Regions from separate parts of the Mus musculus genome. Here region 2 is linked to region 1. A link is a contact called in public Hi-C data. All regions are on one chromosome and are shown on one strand. The core of a region is the stretch at or near the end of the contact, and the rest is flanking DNA. Distances in the headings are between cores, read along the strand shown.

The links. Hi-C and Micro-C count contacts between places; a contact is called where the count stands out from the background.
Region 2: a Hi-C map of Th1 cells shows a contact between it and region 1, with 2.4 times the contacts expected there. The contact joins two enhancer-like sites. A contact is called at or near these places in 2 of 484 Hi-C or Micro-C datasets (the HPC-7 cell line and Th1 cells) and 2 of 115 datasets of contacts at active chromatin or transcription factors (CD8 T cells and memory CD8 T cells).

What each region holds. Positions count from the first base shown.
Region 1 is chr4:47,796,402-47,802,836 of GRCm38.p6, reverse strand. No RefSeq gene overlaps it. Among named protein-coding and RNA genes, the nearest start is that of Gm46853, 150 kb to the left of the region's middle. Within about 2 kb of position 3,471, at least 36 of the 459 cell types and tissues checked have an H3K27ac peak or open chromatin away from gene starts, as enhancers often do. A contact at or near this core is called in CD8 T cells, Th1 cells and memory CD8 T cells, where this site is marked.
Region 2 is chr4:48,010,906-48,017,179 of GRCm38.p6, reverse strand. No RefSeq gene overlaps it. Among named protein-coding and RNA genes, the nearest start is that of Nr4a3, 31 kb to the left of the region's middle. Within about 2 kb of position 4,724, at least 23 of the 459 cell types and tissues checked have an H3K27ac peak or open chromatin away from gene starts, as enhancers often do. A contact at or near this core is called in CD8 T cells, Th1 cells and memory CD8 T cells, where this site is marked.

The DNA.
Region 1 (6,435 bases), core at 2,222-4,721:
CCTAAGGATACTCTCTTCAGACCCTGACTTTAGCTCGCCCCTTGCTTTTGTCTCTGAGCTGATGATCTCTGCCAGTTTCTGTCTTCACTTTATTTCCTTTTTCTGAACGAATTGTCTGCCATCTTCAGTGGCTCGGTTTCAAATAGATGCTTCACCAATGCATGCTGGGTGGTGAATGTAGATGGCCTCGGCAGCCACTTAGCTTATGTTTTGGAGCAGAGCAATAGATGAATCTCAGAAAAACTGATCCTCTTACAATAGTGTCTATACTCAGGGCCAGGAGACAGATTCTAAAGGCAGATGGGGCCAGATTAATCAGACTTCCAAAGAGAAGAGGGGCTTAGAGCGCATCCAATAGCAACAGGACGGTGGACGGGTTTTAAGCCATGTCTAAGTTGTGTCTTCAAGAACTCATTTGGGCAGTTAAGGAAGACTAAATTAAAGTGTGATAGCAAGAAAGCAGAGTCAAGTATAAATCTGGGATGTAGGTGAGAGAGTCCAAGAAGAGTTTTAGCAGAGAGTGATGGGAGAGCAATTGGACTTGGATCCCAGTAAACCTAGGGAATAGACAGGAGTTGAAACCAGCATTAATATTTCTATCTAGAGAGCCCGGCAGTGGTGGCACACGCCTTTAATCCGAACACTTGGGAGGCAGAGGCAGGCCAATTTCTGAGTTCGAGGCCAGCCTGGTCTACAGAGTGAGTTCCAGGACAGCCAAGGCTACACAAAGAAACCCTGTCTTGAAAAACAAAAAATAAAAAACAAACCAAAAATATTTCTATCTAGAATGGCTCATCCATGGCTCTGCCTGTAATGAGTCAACAAAGCGTGATCTCTCTCATACCCCTCACCTGACTCAGCTGCAGTGTTCTCCAAGTTGCTTCCATTCCAGGAGCCCTGCACTTATGGATCTTGGTGCCTTATTTTGACTCAAATGTCACCTCTTGCAAGAGGCCTCTTGGACCATCCATTCTGATGCGTTTCCAGTCTCATACCTGTTTCCTTCCCATGTCCCTGTCATCAGATATGGAGTCCACTTGGAGCGAGCTATCTATGTGTTTATCCCCAGGAGAATGTGGTTCCACCTGGTAGGAGCCTTGTCTGTCTCTGGCACCTAAAACAGGACCTGACTCACAGCGGGTGCTCACCAACTGTAAACTGAATGAAACGGAAGGGGAAGGAAGGAAGTTGGAATTAGATGTGAGATTATTTTGAAGATGGCTCCTGCCTCCTTTACCATCTTGCTCTCTTCCATTCTACTGCATGGAGTCGTCTCATATCTGCACCATGTTTCTTCTTAGCATGGGATCATGAGAACACCATGCTTCTGGAAAACCCAAGCCACAGAGAGACCCCGGAAGAGAGAAAGCAAGCTCTTCTGTCAGAGGAGCCCATTTCCCATCAGCTCTGTCAGCAGACTACAGCCACATCAGTAACTCCAGCATGCTAGCCAAGCCAGTGCTCTGAGAAATGCCAACTACTGAATTTCTTTCTTCACTTTGGGCTTTGAGACTAAGGGAGCAGTGGTGCCACATGCAGATGAAAAGATATAGGAGGCTTTGTGTTGCTGTGTTTTAGATAACATAGAAGTGAAGTTCTCTGCTTTTGGTTTGTTTGACTTATTTCACTAACTTTCAGGTTTGTAGATTCCAGAAAACCAAATAACCCTATTAAAAATGGGGAACTCCAGAAAATCAAATAACCCTATTAAAAAATGGGGAACAGAACTAAACAAAGAATTCTCACCTGAGGAATACTGATTGGCTGAGAAGCAACTAAAAAAATGTTCTTTTTAGTCACCAGGGAAATGCAAATCAAAACAACCCTGAGATTCCACCTCACACCAGTCAGAATGGCTAAGATAAAAAACTCAGGTGACAGGAGATGCTGGCAAGGATGTGGAGAAAGAGGAACACTCCTCCATTGCTAGTGGGAATGCAAGCTGGTACAAGCACTCTGGAAATCAGTTTGGCGGTTCCTCAGAAAATTGGACATAGTACTACTGGAAGATCTAGCAATACCACTCCTGGGCATATACCCAGAAGATGTTCCAACTTGTAATAAGGACACATTCTCCACTATGTTCATAGCAGCCTTATTTATAATAGCCAGAAGCTGAAAAGAACCCAGATGTCCCTCAACATAGGAATGGATACAGAAAATGTGGTTCATTTACACAATGGAGTACTACTCAGCTATTAAAAATAATGAATTCATGAAATTTTTAGACAAATGGATGGTTCTGGAGGACATCATCCTGAGTGAGGTAACCCAATCACAAAAGAGCACATGTGATATACACTCACTCATAAGTGGATATTAGCCCAGAAGCTCAGAATACCCAAGATACAATTTGCAAAACATGAAACTCAAGAAGAAGGAAGGCCAAAGTGTGGATACTTCGATCCTTCTTAGAATGGGAACAAAATACCCATGGAAGGAGTTACAGAGACGGAAGGAATGACTATCCAGAGACTGCCCCACCCGGGGATTCATCCCAGAAACAACCACCAAACCCAGACACTATTGTGGATGCCAAGAAGAGCCTGCTGCTAAGAGCCTGATAAAGCTGTCTCCAGACAGGCTCTGCCATTGCCTGACAAATACAAAAGTGGATGCTCACAGCCATCCATTGGACAGAACACAGGGTCCCCAATGAAGGAGCTAGAAAAAGTACCCAAGGAGCTGAAAGGGTGTGCAGCCCCATAGGATGAATAATAATATGAACTAACCAGTATCCCCAGAGCTCCCTAGGACTAAACTACCAATCAAAGAAAACACATGGTGGAACTCATGACTCTAACTGCATATGTAGCAGAGGAAGACCTGCTACATCAATGGGAGGAGAGGCCCTTGGTCCTGAGAAGGTTCTATGCCCCAGTATAGGAGAATGCCAGGGCCAGGAAGTGGGAGTGGGTGGGTTGGTGAGCAGGGGGAGGTGGAAAGGGATAGGGGATTTTCAGAGGGGAAACTAGGAAGAGGGATAAACGTTTGAAATGTAAATAAAGGAAATATCTAATAAAAGTATAAAAAGAGAGAAAATAGAAAAAAACCTCCTCTAAAGCTGAATAATACAAATAATACATAAACATTCTCTCTCTCTCTCTCTCTCTCTCTCTCTCTCTCTCTCTCTCTCTCTCTCTCTCTCTCTCTTTATCCATGTGTATAGGCACTTGCACATATATATATAGAATCTCTGCCTCTCAAGTACTGAGGTTGAGACCTCCGTATTTATGCTTGTCTGGCAAGCATATTGTCAACTGAGTTATTACCCCAGCCTAATTTACCCATTTTTAAAATTGAGTATTTTATTTCCTTATTACTGAGTTATATGAGTTCTTTTGGGACTCTCTGGGTAGTAAGCCCCCTTCAGATTTAGTGGTTCCCAAACACACTCTCATAACTGGTATGCGCCTTTGCGTTTTGACCATCACTTCCTTCTGCCTTTGTTTTTTAGCTCTCTGTGGTTCTACATACTTACTTTCACTTTTGTTTCTCTGAGTTTTGGTGAGATGCTGAATAAAGACTGGCAAGACCAATATCAGTGAGGTTTCCTCTAGGTGTTTCATACTTCCATATCTTAGGTTAGTTCTTAACCCGTTCTGAGTTGTTTTTTGTGTGAGATAGGGATCCGGATTTATTTTATTTTATTTTCGCACATAGGTATAGTTTTCCAACATCATTTGTTGTACACTAACCTTTACCTGTTGTGTCTTCTTGGGGACCTTGTCTGACATCAGCTGACTGCATAGACTTGAGTTTATGTCTAGGTTGTCTGCTCCGTTAGTTTGTCTGTTTCTATGCCAGGCTCACACTGTGCTGACTGAGGAGTGTAGCTTGGGGAGAGAATTTTAGATTGGGAACTATGATTGTTCCAGGTCACTCAGGTTCATAAACTTTTAGATTTTTTTCTATTTCTGTGAAAAGTGACATTGGGGTTTTGGTAGAGGTTGTATTGAGACTATGTTGCTTTGAACAGTTTGGGTGTGTCAACAATTGCAGTGCTACAATCTTCACACAGGGATTATTTTCCCATTTGTTTGTGACCTCTTCAAATTCTTTCACCAATGTTTTAATATTTTTTCATTTATTGATCTTTTACCACATTGGTTAGAGTTTTTTCTTAAGAATTTTATTACTTTTGATGGTATTTTAAGTTGAGATGGCTTTTCTTGGTTTATTTTTCAGATATATCATTATTGGTGTAGAGAGGTACAACTGATTTATATATGTTGTTGGTTTTTTTATCATGCTACTTTATTGAGTTAATTTATTAGTGCCTGTGTGTGTAAGTGTATATGTGTGTGTATGTGTGTATGTGTGTATGTGTGTGTGTGTATGTGTGTGTGTGTTACATGGTCTGCATGGTTTTCTACCTGTAGAATGTTATCATCTAAGCATGAATATCTTTCTCTTTGTTCTTTGATTTGACTTATTTATTTATTTATTTATTTATTTATTTATTTATTTATTTTTGGCTTTCCGGTCTGAAAGCTCTTTTAAGTGTTTCAATTACCAGAACATAGGGGGAAAGCTCTCCATTTCCCTCACAGACCGTCAGCTGTAGGCTACTTGCAAAGGACCCCTGATATGTTGAGGACATTTTCTTCTGTATCTACATTATTAGGAATTTTAATTTTTAATTTTAATTTATTTTATGATTTCATGTGTATGAGTGTTTGCCTGTATGTATGTGTATGCAGCATGTGTGTGTGATGTGACATGCATACCTGGTACCCTTGGAGGCCAGAGAGGGCATTGGATCATCTGCATGGAGAGATGATTGTGAGCTACTATGTGGGTGCTTGGAATTGAACATGGATCCTCTGGAAGAGCAGCCAGTGCTCCTAACTGCTGAGCCATCTCTCCAGCCCTGAGACTTTCCAATCATGAAACGATGTTGAACTTTGTCAAATACTTTCTCTGTGACTACTGTGACTTTTGTCTTTGATTCCTTTAAAGTGAACTATCACATTGATTGATATCCATATGTTAAACCAACTTATGCCAAGGGTAACTCTCATTCAGTCATGGTAAGCAATTCTTTTGTTATGCTGTTGGGTTCAGCGTGACATTAGGGTCATGCTGTGTTTGTCTAGGTCAGAGGAGCACCTTTGGTTACTGGTTCTCATCTTTCTACTTTCCTTGAAAAGGAGTATGTTCAAAGCTATGCAAGCCAGCTTTTGTGTCAGGTCTGGAATCCAAATTCAGGTGTCAGGCATGGGGGGAAGCACTGTACCCCAGATCCATCTTCCCCAGCCCTGTTTGCTAGGTTTTTTGTTGTTGCTGTTGTTTTTGTTTTTGTTTTGTGACAGTTCTGAATATATAGTAATCAGAGATAGAGACCTATAGTTCTTTTGCGTGTGGTATCTTTGGTTTTGGCAGTAGGGTAATGTTTGTCTCATAAAATGAGTTTGGAAGTATTCCTTCTACTTCTATTTTTTGGAAGAGTTTATGAAGACATGGTATTAATTAATATTTGATGTTTTGTAGAATTATACCAGGAAGCAACTGGATGCCAAACAATATCTCCATCCTTCCATCTCACCTTCTCTTCCTCTTTTCTCTTCCCCCTCCCCACCCACCTACTCCCTTTTCTGTTCTTTGTCTTCCAAGACAGTGCCTCTGTGTGTTTAGGCTGACTTGGAACATGCAGCCCTCCTGCCCGGAACTCCCACACACGCTGGGACTCGGGCCTGTGTGATCACACTTGGCTTCTTCCTTTTGAAATGGATGAGTTTATGGCTTCGTTCTTGATGCTGCTTTTACTGCCTTCTTTGTCTGTTTGGGTAAATTGTGTTATTGCTTTCTCTTACTTCAGGGTATTTATTTTTAATGTTCCTATTGACATCCCATCTAACCCACGAGTTGTGTAAGCTTTTTTTGTACTTCCTATGTAATTGTGAAATTTCCAATTTTGTTGTTTTCTACTGCTCTGATTTCTAATTTCACCCCATTGTGATTGGAAAAGATACTTGGTAAGGTGGTGACTGTGTGAATATGTTCATGTGTATGCACACAGGTACGTAGAAACTAGAGGTCAAAGTTGGAAACCTTCCTTAGTCATACTTCATCCCATTTTTGAAATAAGCCTGTCACTGAACCTAGCACTCAATGATTCAGCGAGGCTGGCTGGCCAGAGAACCCTGGAGATCGCATTGCCCCCTTTCTGCCATGCCTTGGATCTTAGGTGTGAGGCCCTGAGCTTTGGTTTTTTTACTTGCATGTTAGAGAGGAAACCAGGGACTTCGTGCTTACACAGCAAGTGCTTTACCAACTCCATCATCTGCCCAGTCCTGGCTTGCTACGACTTTGATCTTTTGTGTTGAGAACAAAAGGCTTCATGCTTTAGCATAGTATGGAAATTCATGTACTTGTGGAAATTCTCCTGCCTCAGCCTCCAGAGTATTGAGTGTCCTAACATATGACCAATTC
Region 2 (6,274 bases), core at 3,475-5,974, 210 kb before region 1:
CTTACAAATGCAAAAATCCTTAATGCAGGGACTAGAGAGATGGCTCATCAGTTAATTAAGATCACATACTGCTCTCAGGAGGACCTGATTTTGACTCTCAGTCCCACATTGGGTAGCTCACTAATGCCTGTAACTCCAGCTCCAGGGGCTCTAACACCCTCTTCTAGAATATGGACACCTATATTCAAGGGGCATATCCTCCCCCAACATACACATATAATTAAAAAATTTTTTTTAAATTCTTAATGTGATATCAGTAGCTCAAAAATAGCAACCATGATCAGATGGATTTTCTTCAAGGAATTTGAGATTGCTAATGTAAAAACCAATAACTATTTCACATGTGAACATGCAGAGACATTTTGTGCATGATTCAACACTTCTTCAGTCCTCAAACTATGAATGGAAATTTAGTCTACGAAATTCCTAGATTGGAGTGGTATCTGACATAAAAGGTGAGACCTCTCCCCTCATGACTGAGAGCGATCTTGGATTTCCTCTCTGCCCTTTCTCCTTGACTGCACTGGAGGTCTTGGCTCTTTCTCTTGTAGTGAAGTAAGTAACAGAATTAAAAGAGACAAAACTTGGAAATGCAGACACAAATCCTCTATTTTCGAATAGAAACATGTTTTTACAAAGAAAAATCTTAAGCTGCAAAACAATTGATTAGAATTATTAAGTTAATCTAGAAAAAAAGCACGCATAATACTAGGTTAATATGTGAAAATGGTTTATGGGGCTGGAGAGATGGCTCAGTGGTTAAGAGCACTTTATAGCTCTTGTTTGCTACCCAGGGTCCACATGGTGGCTGGCTCACAACCATCTGTAACTCCTTAAGGCGATTCAACACCCTCTTCTGATCACTACAGGCACCAGGCATGAACACAGTGCACATACATACATGTAGGCACATGCTCATAAAATTAAATAAATACATCTAAAATTAATTTTATGTTTCTAAATTATTGATGAAAAACTAGAAAAGACAAGAATATGATCCTCCGGGCTGGTGAGATGGCTCAGTGGGTAAGAGCACTGACTGCTCTTCCGAAGGTCCTGAGTTCAAATCCCAGCAACCACATGGTGGCTCACAACCATCTGTAATGAGATCTGACGCCTTCTTCTGGTGTGTCTGAAGACAGATACAGTGTACTTATGTATAATAATAAATAAGTCTTTTTTTAAAAAAGAATATGATCCTTCATAAGACAACAGCATGAAATATTTAGAGATGCATCATTGACTCAGACCTGAGATACAAACTGTAAAGCTCCTAGAAGAAAACTCAGGAGAGTATTTTCACAAATTGGGGTAGGTGAAGATTTTCTCAAAAAGATATTAGCGGACCCAAACAGAAAGAAAAAGGTTGATGAATTGGAACCGAAAAGTTTTGTTTGTGGATGCTACTAAATACAACAGTGTAGGAGGAAGCATTTGCAGTGCACATATCTGATGAAGGACTGTGCCCATAATGAAAAACACTTTACAAATCAGCAATAAATGACAAACTATTAAAAATGGACAAGAATTTTTAACAGATTGCTCAGGAAGGGAGGAATACAAATTGTCAATAAGCTCATGAAATTGTTCAATACTGTTGGTCTTTGGAAAATATATATTACAAGGAGACAGTGTTCTGTTAAAATAATATGCTAAAATTAAAAAGATGGACAGCAGCAAATGGTCCGGCTGTGGAGAAACGGTGGGAATATGAAACGGCACATCACTTTGAGCCCATGGGAGGTTTTGGAGGAGTCAATGTGGGCAATGAGGTCAGTATAATGCTCACATGCAGGATTCTCAGAGAAAGTTATATATAAAATGTTAGGCCCAAGAACGGGCAGTGCATGCTCTTTCCTAATGTCCATATTAAATGTTTACAAAATCTATACACTGAGCCAAATAGAAAAATGTCTCAAAGTAATAAATATACACAGCAGTGCCTCTGACCACAATGTTATGACAACAGAAAAAAACTCCTTATAGTGTGTCATATGTAGAATTCGGAGCAGATGTCTCACCATTACATATGAAGAATGAGGAGAATGGATGGAGAAATTAGGAGCATAACTGCAAATACCACTGAGGATTAGGAAATGGGAACTAATATGATTAAATGTAAAAAAAAAATCATCGAGTTGGCAAACCTACAGAGAATGGATAATAAATCCATTTGCTACACTAAAAAGAAACATTAGACATCCTCCCAGCCCCCCAAAAAACCGAAGAAGAAAGAAAAATGGATGCTACAATGAACTGGGAAGGGACATGGTACCACAGACAGGAGTGAGAATTAAAAAGGGCCAAAATTGCCAAACATTCAACAAACTCAAACAAGCTTCCAGGTAGGTTTTTAGGAATTTGACAGTGTGATTCTAAGTTTAGACTGAGCTGCAGGCCGCAGCCACACACACGTGTGCACACACATATATACGCATACACTTAAATACTCAATAGAATGCTATTCATTTAAAAACCTGCCGTTCACATCATGAGTAAAGCTGAAGGAAGTGGTGTTAAGTGAAACAAGCCAAGCATAGGAAGGCAACTACCACGTCTGAATGTAGAATCTAAAGAAGCTGAGCTCATGCAAGGGGTTTAGTGATGCTTATCAGGGTCTGGGGTGGGGGAACAAGGTTAACAGAGAAAGGGCTGTGTCAATCAAAGGGTACAAAGTTTCAGTAGATGGGAGGAATGCACTTCAGTGATCTCTTACAAACAAAAGTGACATGATGATAATGCTCTATGTATTTATAATGACAAAAATAGCAATTCTTAAATTGCAAAAAAGAAAAAAAAAAACCAGTGTGGTAGCAGTAGATTTGTTAGCTTGATTTGATCACGACACTCTATAAGCATATATCAAAGCACTGGATTGCACCCTACAAGTATTTACAATTATTATCTATGGATCAAAACAAAATGGTTAAAGCTTTAATAATAGAAATGTCAGAGCCAGAAGGACACAAGATGGACCTAATCAACTAGTAAAGGTGCCAGATGAAACAAAGGAGACACATTTCAGAACAAATGTAACTACCTCTTTATCCAGCGTTGCCTTCAAACATTCTTGGACCCTGCTTTATCTTCTATCTCCTTAGTTTTCCTTTTTCTAAATTTTAGGCTAATAATTATCTTTCTTTTTTAGTATGGGACTTCATGAGTCTTTTGGCCTAATGCCTCGTCTACATGAAACTGTTCTTATTTTACAGGATTGGACAAAATAATCCCTCTTGAGGGCCATTTAGGGTGGGTTTGGTGATGCATGGAGTTGGTTATCATCAGAGAGTGGTGAGATTTCTTTTGTGGATGAAAGAAGAGATTGTGACTACGAGATGCTGACATTTCATCATTGTTAGAGTTACATTAGCTGGATCACTTGGGAACTGGCTTGCAGTTATTAAAGGTGAAGCGGAGAAAGTGATTTCAGACCAACTGGGCATCATTTCAAAATTTTGAAAGTGATTTCAGCCAACTGGGTGGCTCAGGGGCTGCCTGAGGGAGGAGGCAAAAAAACACTGCAACCTGATCCAGAACACCTAAGACACAGAGGCAACCTAGATACCCATCATAAAACCGACAGGAGGATACTATTCTTTTTTTTAAAGAAATTTTGTCATTTGCAACATGAATGAACTTGGAGGACATTGTTATGAAATAAACTAGGCATGGGAAGAAACATGCCAGGCAGGTCTGGCTTCTGAAGTATGCTTTAACTATAGCAATATAGTATACAAAATAAAGGACTTCGTCGTTCAAGCATGCATACCATTATGTGTGTATCATTGTACTCTGGTCATATTTACCCGCTCTTTATTCTCCTGCCCCTCTCAACCCTGGATATTTTGTTTCAGACCAGCTTCCTACTACTAAAATGCCTTCTTTTTACATTAGATCTTAGCTAAAATGCCGAGATATGATGAAAAACCTACTTCTTCTGAAAGCAGCTTGATGGAAGTGTGAGCATATGACAGACCTGGAATACTCACAGTGCAGATGTGCTAACCACGGCCAGCTTAGGCATCTGTCTATAGAGGGGTGGATTAGGAGTAACGGGCGTATATGAACGGGGGGGGGGTTATACTCAGCCAAAATGAACATCAAAATGACCTTATCAGCAAGAAAAGTTGCTAGAAGTAGAGGTTATCGTGTTAAAAGAAACAGGCTAGATTTGGACAGATATGGTTTATTTTCTCTCAGACACAGAAGCTAGGTTTTTTTAAAGAAAAGAGGAAGAGACCCAATCAGAGTGGACAAAAGCGATAATGTCAGCGAGAGTAGTGAGCAAGGTCAAATTACAGTGTATGCAAGGATGGAAAATATCAGACTAATACCTATTGTTGTGCATAATAAACATATACATGTGCTTCACTCAAATGTTCGGAAAGCCCTTTGGAGAGGGACATCAGGGAATGGAGAGTTGGTCCAGTGGGTAAAGTGCTTGCTGTATAAAGCACGAGGAAGGACCTGAGTCTGGAACCTCAGCATGCACATAAAAGCTAGGCATGGCGGTGGGTGCCTGTCATTCCAGTGCTTGTTGGGGCTATGGTGGGTAGAGGGAGGACTGAGACAGACTGACTCCAGGGCTTAGTGGCCAGCCAGTGCAGTCAAAACAGAGAGTGATGGAGGAAGATGCTCAACTTTAACCTCTGTCCTCCGTGCCTAACTACACACACATGTGCACGTGACATGATAAACCACAAACCCCTACCACCCACACAGATAGAGAAAGTGTGTCTGAGGTAAGGCACAAGGGGAAAAATCCTCCCCATGGTTTATAGAACAAATCTAGATATATGCAGGACAGGGAAAACCCCCTGAACTTCATCACTGAATTAGTAGTGAAAATGTTCAACAGGCAGGAATGGATTCAAAAAGCATTATGTGAAAGCGACAACCAAATAATGTGCCTAGTAGCTGTGTCTGATTCACAGGAAATGAACAACCCTCCATGTTACACTCATTTAGCACCCCACCTAGTGATTGCCTATTGATCTACATAGAGTCGAACACGCAAATTGAAAGCATGCCATTAATAACTCTTCACAAAAAGGCCACCCAGTTCAGAGTACAGGGCATTTCTGTTACTCCAGTGAGTTCCCCCGCTTTCTGGTCCCCTGAGAGCCTGCTTGTTCACCAGTTACTAGATTAGTAGTTACTAGTTACTAGATTAACTTTACGTGCTCTAAAGCTTCTGTTGGTTAATGATCGCTGGTGAGAGGGGTCACACTCCCCAGTCCCTAACCACTCCTGACCTGTCCTCGTGCAGACAACCTTTACTAAATGGAACTGGCCACAAGCAAGCTTACAAGACATGAAGATAGGTGGGGGAGTTGTGGGAAGAAGGGTGTAGTGAGAGGAGGAAAGGGCTAAGAGGAGAACAAGGGTGAATACTATCAAAGTTCCCCTCCCCCTTTCTAATAGATCTATAATGAAATTGTGAAAGAATAAATTAGAAGAAAAAAACGGCCTCTTCATGGACCTCTGAGGTATTTTTTTCTTAAAATAATATTTTTGAGATTTATCAAAAATATTTTCTTGTGACTTCTAGTCACTATAAAAATACTGGAAAACATTCTATCTTACATTTACACTTCATTTTCATTTTCTTTTTTTTTTGGACATTTGGTCTATTTACAATTTTTATTATTATGGATAAAGTACCCATGGGGACTGGGGAGGTGATTTAGTTAGAAAAGACCTGGAGGGCATCATCCTGAGCGAGGTAACCCAATCATAAAAGAACTCACATGATATGTACTCACTGATAAGTGGATATTAGCCCAGAAACTTACAATACCCAAGATACAAGATACAATCTGCAAAACACATGAAACTCAAGAAGAACGAAGACCAAAATGTGGACACTTGGCCCCTTCTTAGAATTGGGAACAAAACACCCATGGAAGGAGTTACAAAGACAAAGTTTGGAGCTGAGACGAAAGGATGGACCATCTAGAGACTGCCATATCTGGGGATCCATCCCATAATCAGCTTCCAAATGCTGATTCCATTGCATACACTAGCAAGATTTTGCTGAAAGAACCCAGCTATAGCTGTCTTTTGTGAGGCTATGCCGGTGCCTAACAAACACAGAAGTGGATGCCCACAGTCAGCTATTGGATGGATCACAGGGCCCCCAATGGAGGAGCTAGAGAAAGTACCCAAGGAGCTAAAGGGGTCTGCAACCCTATAGGTGGAACAACAATATGAACTAACCAGTACCCCACCCCCACCCCCCAGAGCTCATGTTTCTAGCTGCATATGTATCAGA